2 separate regions of the Sus scrofa genome follow, and region 2 is linked to region 1. The links are chromatin contacts, called in public HiChIP or PLAC-seq maps. All regions are on one chromosome and are shown on one strand. Each heading gives the region's core, a stretch centred on a gene start, on an enhancer-like site or on the middle of the called end of the contact. The rest is flanking DNA. Distances are from core to core; before and after follow the strand shown. Region 1 overlaps CHMP4B (charged multivesicular body protein 4b). Region 2 has its middle 5.7 kb from the start of ASIP.

Region 1 (6,225 bases), core at 1,386-3,885:
TAAAACAGGACAGTATCTGGCACATGGCTCAAGTTTATATATTTATAATCAAATGGATGCATGAATGAAGCAAAAGTCTCTAGAACCTTCTTTTAAAATGGACTATCTGAAATCTCTGGAGCACTGGGATGCAGGCACGGTGGGTTTAGGACCCAGCATTGTTGCAACTGTGGCTTAGGTCACAACTGCGGCTCAGATTTGATCCCTGGCCCAGGAACTCCATATGTCAGGCGGCGGCCAAAAAATAAAAAAGATGGACCATCTAAAATGAAATGCGAATGTCTATCTATTCAGCACTAAGACCAGAAAGATGGGATCCCAACATCAGAGTCCCAAAACAGGGCACAATATCCAAATTCATTTCAAAACTTCCTTTCTCAAATACACCACTCTTAACACAACTAGAGGAAGGTGAAAGCTCTTCTGCAACTTCCAGTTGTAACTCTCAGCTGAGCTGGTGTCATATAGCAAAAACGAAGTGTTTACCCCCAACCCACACCCCACCCCATAGCTGCCTACTCCTTTAAGGACTGATGTAAAAGTTCACACTGTCATCCCCTACCCTGAACTAGGGCAAATCTCCCAAATTCAAATCTCCACTGAGCTACATTTGGGGTATTCTTGTGAGTGGCCCTTATGGCCAATTTTGGACTTTAATGACTGCTGTCCAAGGTTCATCCCCCCCCACCAGAAACTGGGCTTCCAGAGAGCAGGATCATAGGGCAGGGCCTCACACTGAAGCAGGAAACCCTGACTGATGAATGTCTGAACTGTCTGGGGACTCACGGAGCCTCTGGGCTCTGAGCAAACTCAACTGCCCTGATCGTTGAATGGGAGAAAACCAGGCCAAGCAGCTTGACCCTGGGTCTTTTTGTTTGTTTTGGGGGAGGTTGGGCTTTGTTTTTGTTTTAAGGGTGAAAAAGAGCTGACAAAGCTCTTTACTGGGTTTTAACCCAACTAGGAATCCCTGTTCAAAAATTCACCATCCCCTTAAAATCCAGAAAACTATCATTTTATAGAATCAAACAGGTCAAGTTTGATGATGGAATTTCTAGTTTCATCATCCCACCTCACTCCTTCTCCTCTAGCTGAGAAATTCCCTGCATTTTCTAGCTTTATTTTATCCATAAGCTTCTGAAAGAAACACTTTACCTAGGATGGTTCCAAGACTCTACTCAGGAAATTTATAGGCTGTATAGTTGTGACAACTTTTTTCTCTGAGAAAGCCACCGATCTGTCCAACTGCAGGATCCACAGGGCCAGGCTGTCTTTTTCACTGCCTGGAAACCCACATGGCCCCTCAGATGGCTCCTCACACAGAACAGGCACTCAGAGAACATCTGTTCCTCCTGATGCAGAAAACTGGGGGATCAGAATAGTGTCGATGCTATGTAAACAGAATAGGAGACAACCACGAAGTCAGAATGCACTGAAAAATAATTCCTGGTAGAAAAAAGATATGACTTAAAAAAACTCATTTCCGGAGTTCCCACTGTGGTGCAACGGGATTGACGGCGTCTTGGGAACACTGAGATGCAGGTTTGATCCCTGGCCCAGCAGAGTGGGTTAAGGATCCAGTGTTCCTGCAGCTGCAGCTTATGTCTCCACTATGGCTTGGATCTGATCCCTGGCCCAGGAACTCCATATGCCGCCGGGTGACCAAAAGTGGGGGTGGGGGGACCTCACTTCCTAGCCTACTCCAGGTAGCGCTAACTCCTCTTCACCTGGGAAGCTCTTTCTTCACCAACCTGTCCCCGCACCAGGCAGTGGTGCTCCCTGAGGATGGGAACTACCCCTAACTTGTGACCAGGGTTGCTGGTGCTGGACAACCAGTGGGGTCCTCACAACCAAGAGCTTGACTGAATGCTTGTCAGTTATCCAGATGGCTGGCTTCTTCCATGAAGAAGGCTGCTACCCCATCGGCAGGACATGTGCTTCAAGAGCTTTTTCAAGGGAAGGCAGGCACATGCTACTAAACCTTACAACCATTCTGTGGCCTCAGCAGATTACTCAAGGTATTTAGGAATATGTCAAGCTGGATAAGAGTTCAATCTTTGAGCCGCAAAATGAGTGAGCCCATTAGTCAGACAGGTAACATCCCTGAGTGTCCAGGAAAGAAAGAATACTGGCATGGACATACGAAAAATGCCCCAAATTCTCATGTAATCCCTACAGCAACTACTGAGAGCCGACTGGCAAACTCAATGTGCATACAAACCACCTGGAGCTCTCACACAGGTTCTGCTTCAGTCAGTCTGGGTGGAGCCTGAGAGTCTGCAATTCTAACAATTGCAAAATGTTCCCACAGACCACACTTTGAGTAGCAAAGTTTTTGTTGCTGTTTTTCATTTTTTTTTTTTTAACCTTTTTTGAAACTGAAGTATAGTTGATTTACAAGGCCGTGTTGTCGTTTTTTTTTTAATTGAAGTATAACTGACCCACAATACTATGTTAGTTCCAGGTGTACATAGTGATTCAGTATTTCTATAATGACAAAATGATCCCCATGATAAGTCTAGTTATCATCTGTCACTATACAAAGTTATTACAACATTACAGACGGTATTTCCCATGCTTACATCTCCTCGGCCTGACTCATTTATTTCTATAAATAAAAGTCTGTACTTCTTAAGCTCCCCCACCCAGTCTACTCGTGCTCCCACATCCCTCCCCTCTGACAACCACCTGTTCACTCTCTGTAAGAGCAGAAAACTTGTATAGTAAATACTGTATCCCGTTTTTGCAGTTAAAGAAGCTAATGTTCAGGGACAGGAGGAGACTTTCACTCGCAAGTAGAGGTGGAATTTGAACTCAGGTCTTCTGATCCCAAACCCAGAGACTTTTTCCATACCACTAACCTTTTGAGCTAAACATTCAGGACCATAAAGATGTATAGCTTTCCAACATCCCTCAAATAAACCCTCCCTCCAGCTTTGTCACACAAGGAAGAGGGAGGAGGGAGAGCTAGAAATAGAAGCCACGGGAGACCAAGCCAGCCAGATGCTCTGGTTAAGAACTTAAATCATTCAATCCTTCAGCTAAGACTCCTTAAGAAGGGCCAAACTTCAGGGGTTCCTAGATGCTTGTTCCTTTACTAATGAAAGGGTATGGGAAAGTGTAATGGTTCCAAACAAACAAACAAACAATCTCAGGGATAAGGAAGGAGAGGGAGGGAGGGAGAGGAAGGACGAGCTAGTCCTGCGTATTCTGGGCTGTGCTGCTCAGACTTCAGCTGGCACATTCCGAGTGGTCAGCTCTGCCCACTCCACACCTTGAGAGCAACACTGATGAACACATGCAGAGGAGGGTAACAAGGAAAAAGCAGGAACACCAAGCAAGGAACAGTCGAGGACAGAGATCCGTCCTAGAGAAGCGCAGGTTAAGACGTAAGCCTCATTTTTCCTATCTCTCTTCTCAAAGGTAGACTGGACCTGTTCTCTGCAGCCCCAAGGCAGAATTAGCAACCTCATTTCCAATGGAAGAAAACAGTTCACCATTGTCTGGTGTCAGAGCTGGGATTTGCTTCTAAGCCTCCTAACTCCAGATCCCACGTTCTTTCCACCAGCCGGAGCTGCTTCCTTCCCCATAGAGCAGCCACCCCAACCTGCACCAGAGGTTGGCACTATAGTTCCAAATAAGAAAGGTGATTGTATAGTCAGAGCTGTCCAAAGACAGACTATGCTGTAATGTGAGAGGATAGAGCACCTAATACAAATCCTATCAGCAGAGGGTCAATCAGAGGTTAATCACTGGCAGGAAATACTGCAAAGGGAATCTGGGCACTGGATGGCTGACTGGGTGAGATGAACCTGCCACCCCTCAGAGATGAATTAATCTCTTCCAACTATATTTCAATCTAACACTTCATTTGTACATGGTTTGCCTTTTATCAGTTACTTGTACGCGTGTGTATCGTCTTCACTGAACTGTGAGGCCTTGTAGTGTTCTGTCCATCTCTATACCCTTTCTTTCGCCTAAGACTATATACACCTGGGAAACCAAGGAGACATTTACATGCCTCCTCTCTGCCAGGCTCTCTGCCAGGCACTTTGCACATATCAACTTATTTCATATCCTCACAAGAACCCTAAGAAGTAATGCTATTACTCCCTGCTTACAGATGGGAATAAAGTTATCCAGACTCCGAGAGGATAACTGCTGAGGTATTGCTGGTGAGTGGTGAAGCTGGCACCTCAAAATGGGAAACTTCTACCTCCACCATCATGCTGCTTTCCTCCTAGGAGGAACTCACACGTCTGCTGACTTGAGCCAAACACCTTAAAAACAGGCCAGTACTATATCCAGCTAGGTCTGTTGTGGTTTCCTGTTGCAGTGCTCAAATTTTCCTTCTAATTACTACTATCCAGACTCGAAATGACCAATGTAAAGTTGTTGCTGTTTTGGGATATCCTCTCTCTCTTGTTTAAAGACAGTGGGAGAACACAAGACAATTCGGGGCAAGAGGACCGATTTTTCACAAAGCTTTTCTGCCCCAAGGAATCCCTCAAGGCTCCAAGAACTCAACCCCATCTCTTCCTCCCAGTAGGCCCGGCTCCATCTCAGGGCTCTGGACCACTGCAAGCAAATCAGGTCCTGGTTTTCTGCCCCAGAGGTGGAGAACTCACACACATCTTCACAGGCTGTTCTCCAGAAACTAGCTCTGTGCACATAAACCCAACTCAGGACAACTCAGAACTTCCCTAAAAGCAAAACAGTCTAGCTCAAAGGTCCTCACATTTAGCTCAACTTCCAAACAAAATCAATCGTGAATTTCAAATCACATTAGAAACCTACTAGTAGGCACTTAAAAATATTTAATCCTCCTGCCAAATGGGGCAAAAAAAGATTTCGTAATTTGAATCAAAAGCGCCGCCATATTTGGACAGCCAACACATAAGGCCTCTCTGACACTCCATCTGTCTTAAGAAGCAAACCAGTGCCAATCTGGCCAACCATTCCTGTAAACAAGAAACTGAAGCATCATCAAGGGAAATTCCCATTGCTCAGTTCCCTGGGTGGGTTTCAGTTTTTCCATCTCTGGGCCTCTGGGACAGGAGATCTGGCCGGCACATGCACCACTGAGATACTGGGCTTTTCAACCTGACACCCTGATAGCAGAGAACCAAAAACCACACTCACTATAAATTTATCTTATTAAGATGTCTTTCCAGATGCTAACATTTTAGAACAACTTTTTTTTTTTTTTTTTGTCTTTTGTCTTTTGTTGTTGTTGCTGTTGTTGTTATTGTTGCTATTTCTTGGGCCGCTCCTGCGGCATATGGAGGTTCCCAGGCTAGGGGTTGAATCGGAGCTGTAGCCACCGGCCTACACCAGAGCCACAGCAACGCAGGATCCGAGCCGTGTCTGCAACCTACACCACAGCTCACGGCAACGCCGGATCATTAACCCACTGAGCAAGGGCAGGGATCGAACCCGCAACCTCATGGTTCCTAGTCGAATTCGTTAACCACTGCGCCACGACGGGAACTCCCTAGAACAACTTTATTAAACATGGGAGAGCCACCCTGGCTCCAGCAAAGAGCAGGAGTTAATGAAGATCTATTTCCCATGAGTGTCTGGCCTCTCTGCATCCATCAGACACTTTCAACTGAACCTAAATTAACCTGTAAATGAACTGATTTGCATCCATAAATCCAACAAAAATAGACCAGTGTAGGGTGGGCTACCCAATCTCCATTTCCCAGTCTCATATAATTCTTTTGTTAAACTAAAATATGACCCTTTCTACAACGTGGTTTCATCTTTATTAAAACAGGAAAAGAGGGAAATGTGAACCACCTAGAGTAGATATTTCATAACTAATTACAAGGTGTTAAGAAGAAAAGAATCTTTGACATTCAATCATCTTTTTTAGAGAGAAAACCAACAGGGCACTGTCTGGAAAGGTACCAAAAAAGACCTAAGTTGGGGAGATTTTTGTCAGCAATCCTGGTTCCCATTCAGTTCCCTGTGAAAGAACTTTTCCACTTGACAATTAAACCAAAGAAGTGTGATCAACAATAACCTGATCAAAAATGGAAAGAAAAGAATGCTTACTCAATATCCAAAATGTACCACACTCTCTCATACATGATCTTAGCTAATCCTCACCCCAGTCATGTGAGGTGAATACTGTTTCCACTTGACAGAAAAGTAAAGTGACAAGACTTACATGCCTTGGATGGCAGAGTCTATGCCTGGTTTCTCTATATTCCCAGCACTCAG
Region 2 (6,225 bases), core at 1,178-3,677, 340 kb before region 1:
GAACCCACTGGAACTAACAGAAGCCCTGGCATTTGAAGTCCTAAAGCAAATCCAAATCCAGGCTTCCACATTAGGTCCATGTAGTTTATCCTTTTAGAAGTAGTCATAAGCATGAATTTCTTTTTTTCTTTTTTCTTATTGGCCAAGCTTATGGCATAAAGAAGTTCCCCAGCCAGCGACCAAACCCACGCCACAGCAGTGACAATGCTGGCTCCTTAACCCACTGTACCACCAGGGAATGCCAGCATGCATTTATATATATATATAAAATATTTATTTATTTGTTTATTTATTGTCTTTTTGCCTTTTCTAGGGCCACTCCCACTGCATATGGAGGTTCCCAGGCTAGGGGTCTAATCAGAGCTGTAGCCACATCTGCAACCTACACTACAGCTCATGGCAACGTCAGGTCCTTAACCCACTGAGCAAGGCTAGGGATCGAACCTGCAACCTCATGGTTCCTAGTAGGATTTGTTAACCACTGCAGGATCTCCTGCATTTCTTTTTGATGCTTATGGATTCTACCTCAGGAGCACCTTGGAAAGATCTAAGACAAATTTAAAAATGTAAGAAAAATTTTAGATTCACAGTTTTTTAAAGCAGATAAAGGGCTGCTAGTTTAATATTTTTAAGATGTGGGATATATATGTCAATTCATTAGAGATAAGAGTAAGTAAGGAGAGTCTTCATTTAGGAACCATCTGTTGAAGAGGATTTTAGGGGACAAGGATGTACTGGGGGTGGATAATCTCAGTCTTCCTGACTTTATTGTTGGAACTTCTACCAGTCTGGGCCTGAGGAGAGTCCAAATGGCCAGGAGTTCAAGGACAGGAGGGATCTCAGGTAAGAGTACAGGGCTGCTAGGATTAGGATAGGCACATTGGCCTTACCCCGAAAACTTGTCCCCTCCTTACTCTAATTTTTCAGGCCCTGTGATCTTTGCTGCAAAGCAAACCATATGGTTTTGATTCTGGCTCCTGGCTTACTAAGAGCATTTCATGTCTCCGGCTGCAGGAAGCCCTCGGCCCCTTTAAACCACTGCTCAGGCATCTAAGAGAGGAGGCCAACTCTTTTGGATTCCCTCACCAGCTGGGCATGACAGCCCAGTGGAGGGCAACACACAGTGTGGAGAAATGGTAACAAGAATGGCCATAGGGGAGTTCCCACTGTGGCACAGCAGAAACAAACCCGACTAGTATCCATGAGGACAAGGGTTCAATCCCTGGCCTTGCCCAGTGGGTTAAGGATCTGGCATTGTCGTGACCTGTAATGTAGGTCTCAGGGGCTTGGATCCCTCGTGGCTGTGGCTGTGGCATAGGCTGGCAGCTGTAGCTCTGATTCAACCCCTAGACTGGGAAATTCCATGTGCCTTGGGTATGGCCCTAAAAAAAAAAAAAAAAAAGGCCATGGGGTGAGGAGACAGTCCTGGGATTCACTGAAGTGGACTCTAAGCTCTCGCACTCATGGTTGTCTGTCCAGAGAATTGTGTTTTTCCCCTTCATGCTACCCCTGGATTTCCATCTGAGAGATGTTCCTGTGAGATGAACCTTTCCTAGACTTGGGAGGGCAGCATCTAGTCCTTCTGGAAATGATAGGGGAGGAAGCCCCTTAAAATAGATTCCCACAAAAGGGACCACATAAAGCCTCTAATCCCATAGATTGGTATTTCCATCAGATGAACTTCAGATGAGCTTCAATGAGATCCACTGAAGAAAATTTTATGATTTGAGTGGTAGAGATGGTGGAAGTTAAGGGAAGTCAATCACTTCTCAGAAGGGATTAAAGCTTCTCTAGTGAAAGAGATGAAGGGATATTGATGGGCTAAGGATATAATGCTTGATAATTTTCAGTCATTTGATCTTATCTAGGCCTGCGTACTTGCCTTTTCCCCCTGCAGATCCTCAAATCGATTTCTCCTCCTTGTCTTCCAGATTTCAATGTCTCCTCCTCAAAGAGGGCTCACCTGACTAACCTCTCTTCACTCCCTAGCACATCACTTTATTTCCTCTCTAGAACTCATCATTATTTGAAATTATCTTGTTTGTTTACTTGTTTTTAGTTTAGTTATTCAGCCATAATGTAAGCTCCATGAAAATATCCCATCTATATTTTCCACTGCTGTATCCTCAATGCCTGAGTAGTGCCTGCAGAACAGCAGATGTTTAATAAACATGTGCTGAATGATGAAATAAATGAATGGAGTGGGTTGTGAGAGCTAGCCAAAGAAAGCTAGGTAAAATTGGAATGGGATGCATATGGCCCAGAAAGAACAGAAATGATTAGAAGAGGAAATTGGCACCAGTAACCAAAATCTCCTGAGAAATGGAAATAGAAAGTGAAAATAAAAGAACCATATTTTGCTCAATGCCTTGCAGCTTTCATCATATTCAACAAATGTTTGTTAAGTATTTCCTATGTGCCAAGCATTATGCTAAGAGCTGCGGATACAAAATGAGTGAAGTCATAGCATGGGGAGAATGAATGAAGAGGAGGGGAGAGGAAGTAACCTTATTCATCATTTAAGGTTAATCTCAAGTGTCGCATCTTCAGAGGAGCCTACCTGACTAGCCCCATTCCTAAGGTCCGTCAGGTGCTGGCTTATCATATGTATGCCTTTGTCAACACACAAGCCTCTTTATTATTGCTATTTATTATTTTTATAATTACATTATATTTATCTCTTCTTCTGGACTGTAAAATCTTTGTAGGCAGGGACGATGTCTTTATAGCCACCATTTCTAGTATAGTGCATGGCATAAACTAAGGCCCCAATAATTGAGTGATTGAATATGAGAAAATTAGTCTTAGCTCTAAAAAAAAATCTTATGGTAAAAACTGAAAAATTATTTTAGCTTTCTTAGGATTCTGTAGCCCTAAGTCCTCAAACATTTTAGGTGGTGAACTGAACTGACTTCTCTGAATATGTCTTAAGTTTATGCCAAAAATCACACAGTGATATTGAAGAAAGGCATTCCTTAAATATTCCAGTACCCAATTTGATGATTGCATGTCTTGGCTTCTCCCCTGGTCTCCCCACTGCTGGGTGTCCAGCTGAGACATACCTAACTTGGGTATTCTGCTTCCCACACCAGAGCTCTGATGTGGCCACCTGGGGGCAGTGCAGACTTGTGCATGGATTTCTCTTCTTCATTGTTCTTGCCTACAGTTTACAGTCCAGAAGAAGAGATACATATAATGTAATTATAAAAATAATAAATGAGGCTTGTGCATTGACAAAGGCATACATAAGATAAGCCAGCACCTGATGGGCCCTGGGAATGGGGCTAGTCAGGGAAGGCTTCTCTGAAGAAGTGACACTTGAGCTTAACCTTAAATGATGAATAGGACTTAGTTATGAGGGGGTGGCGGGGGCAGGGGAGTCGGAGAAAGACAGCAGAAGGAGACCACATTTCAGACAGAAAGGCCAGTGGTAGCAAATATGTGGAGGGAAACAAGGATGAGGGCAGGAAGGGCACAAAGGATAAGGAGAAAACAGACAGGGAGGGCTTTTTACAGAGCAGATTAAGGAGCCTACACCATACCTTGCGGTGTTGCTGAAAGGTTCTAAGCAGGAGAGACATATAATCAGGTTTAATTCACAAATATTGTATTGGAAATTCCCACTGTGGCTCAGCAGTAACGAGCCTGATTAGTATCCAAGAGGATGTGGGTTTGATCCCTGGCCTCACTCAGTGGGTTAAGGATCTGGTGTTGCCGTGAGTTGCGGTGTAGGTCACAGATGCGGCTCGGATCTGGTGTTGCTGTTGCTGTGGTGTAGGCCAGCAGGTAGTTATAGCTCCAATTCAACCCCTAGCCAGGGAACCTCCATTTGCCGCAGGAGAATTGCACTAACAGAGCTGTAGAAGGTAGATTGATGTGACACATCTGGAGACAAGGAGATCAGAGAAAGTAATCTATCGTTTCCTCTTTTTTTCTTTTTTTTTCAGCTGCACTTGGGGCATATAGAATTTCCTGAGCCAGGAATCAAACCTGAGCTGTGTCCCACATGGTAGCCTGAGCTGTGGCAACGTTGGATCCTTAACCCACTGTGCAGGGCCAGGGATTGAACCTGTACCATCTCAGAGACAACGCTGGATTCTTAAGCAGCTGTGGGAACTCCTGTCTCTTTTTTTTCCTAATCGGTTTTGTAGAGATTATCAATTTTGTTAACTTTTTCATAGAACATACTTTAAAATTTTTTTTTGCCTTTTTAGGGCCGCACCCATAGCATATGGAGGTTCCCAGGCTTGGGGTCCAATCCAAGCTGTAGCCACCAGCCTACACCACAGCTACAGCCACACCAGATCCTTAACGCACTGAACAAGGCCAGGGATCAAATCCACATCCTCATGGATGCTAGTCAGGTTTGTTAACCGCTGAGCCACGATGGCTCCAGAACATACTTTTAATTTCACTAATTTTCCCAAGTTTTTGACTATCTTCTATTTCACCGATTTCCATTCTTACATTCATAATGACCTGCCTTTTGCTTACTCTGCATTTATTTGCTCTCTTTTTCCTTGCTTCTTAATGTGGAAATTTAGAGCATTTGATCTTACATCTTTCTTCTTTTTTAATACAAGAACTTAGAGGTATAAACTTATAATGACTACATAATTGCATCCCCCAACTTTTGATATGTGGTTTTAATTATCATTCCCTTTAAAATATTTTCTGATTTCTTTTGACTTTTCTCTTTGATCCATGAATTGGTAAAGAACATGTTTGCTTAATATTAAAATATTTGATAACTATTTTCCAGATAACTTTGCATTATTATTTTTAATATAATTCTGTTGTGGCTAAGTAATAGGTAAGACAGTATATTCTGTATTAGTTCAAACTTTTAAACTGTATTAATACTTATTGCATGGTTTAGCATATGGTCTATAGTAATGTTTATTCCAGATGTGCTTGAAAAGAATGTATAGTCTTTAGTTCGGGGAGGAGACTTCAATAAATGGCAATTGGGTCCAGTTGGTTTACATTGTATTATTCATGGATTCTTTACTTATTTTATGGCTACCTGTTCTATCAATTACCAAGAGAAGGGTGTTGAGAACTCCAACTATAATTGTGTATTGTTTGTTTTTCCTTCCATCCACCAGGTTTTACTTTATGGATTTTTTTTTTGCCACACCCATAGCATGTGAAATTTCCCTGGCCAGGGATTAAACACATGCCAGGGTAGCAACCATAACCACTGCAATGACAACACTGGCTCCTTAATCCACTGCACCACAAGAGTACTCCTTACTTTATATACTTGGAAACTTTGTTATTATATGAATTCACATTTAGAACTGTATCTTTTTAACGAAAGACATTTTATCATTAAGAAAGCTTCCTCATTATGGAAACAGTACAGAGGTTCCTCAGAAAACTAAATATAGAACTAGTATATGATCCAGCAGACCCACTCCTGGGCATATATCTAAACAAAACTATAATTCAAAAAGATACATGCATGGAGTTCCTGTTGTGGCTCAGCAAGTTTAGAACTCAACTAGTATCCATGAGTATGTGGATTCGATCCCTAGCCTTACTCAGTGAGTTAAAGGATCCCACATTGCCACAAGCTGTGGTGTAGGTCACAGACATGACTTGGATCTGGCATTGCTGTGGCTGTGTCATAGGCTGGCAGCTGCAGCTCTGATTTGACCCCTAGCCTGGGAACTTCTGCACTTCCAGGTGTGGACCTAAAAAGGAAAAAAAAAATATATATATGCACCCGTATGTTTACTGCAGCACTATTCACAATAGCCAAGACATGGAAGCAACCTAAATGTCCATTGACAGATGAATGGATTAAGAAGATGTGGTACACATATACAGTGGAATACTACTCAGACATTAAAAAGAATGAAATAATTCCATTTGCAGCAACATGGGTACAACTAGAGATTATCATACTAAGTGAAGTAAGTCATAAAGAGAAAGACAAATACCATATGATATCACTTACATGTAGAATCTAAAATATGGCACAAACAAAACACAAACAGACTCATAGACATAGAGAACAGACTTGTGGTTGCCAAGAGGGCAGGAGGAGGAAGGGGGATAGACTGGCAGTTTTGGGTTAATAGATGCAAGCTACTACATTTAGAATGGATAAGCAATGAGGTTCAACTGTATAGCACAGGAAACTATAATCTCTTGGGACAGACCATGATATAAGATAAGAAAGCAATTGGGTATGTGTATATATTTATATATGTCACT

What was found. HiChIP or PLAC-seq counts read pairs in DNA pulled down with a chosen protein or histone mark.
Region 2: an H3K27ac HiChIP or PLAC-seq map of alveolar macrophages shows a contact between it and region 1, with 5 times the contacts expected there. The contact joins two enhancer-like sites. A contact is called at or near these places in 1 of 5 promoter capture datasets (fetal liver) and 1 of 2 datasets of contacts at active chromatin or transcription factors (alveolar macrophages).

Annotation. Positions count from the first base shown.
Region 1 is chr17:37,290,696-37,296,920 of Sscrofa11.1, reverse strand. The region is part of intron 1 of CHMP4B (charged multivesicular body protein 4b); the gene reads right to left. Among named protein-coding and RNA genes, the nearest start is that of CHMP4B, 8.4 kb to the right of the region's middle. Within about 2 kb of position 2,635, at least 11 of the 83 cell types and tissues checked have an H3K27ac peak or open chromatin away from gene starts, as enhancers often do. A contact at or near this core is called in alveolar macrophages, where this site is marked.
Region 2 is chr17:37,625,938-37,632,162 of Sscrofa11.1, reverse strand. It overlaps a transcript of ASIP not described here. Among named protein-coding and RNA genes, the nearest start is that of ASIP, 5.7 kb to the left of the region's middle. Within about 2 kb of position 2,427, at least 1 of the 83 cell types and tissues checked has an H3K27ac peak or open chromatin away from gene starts, as enhancers often do. A contact at or near this core is called in alveolar macrophages, where this site is marked.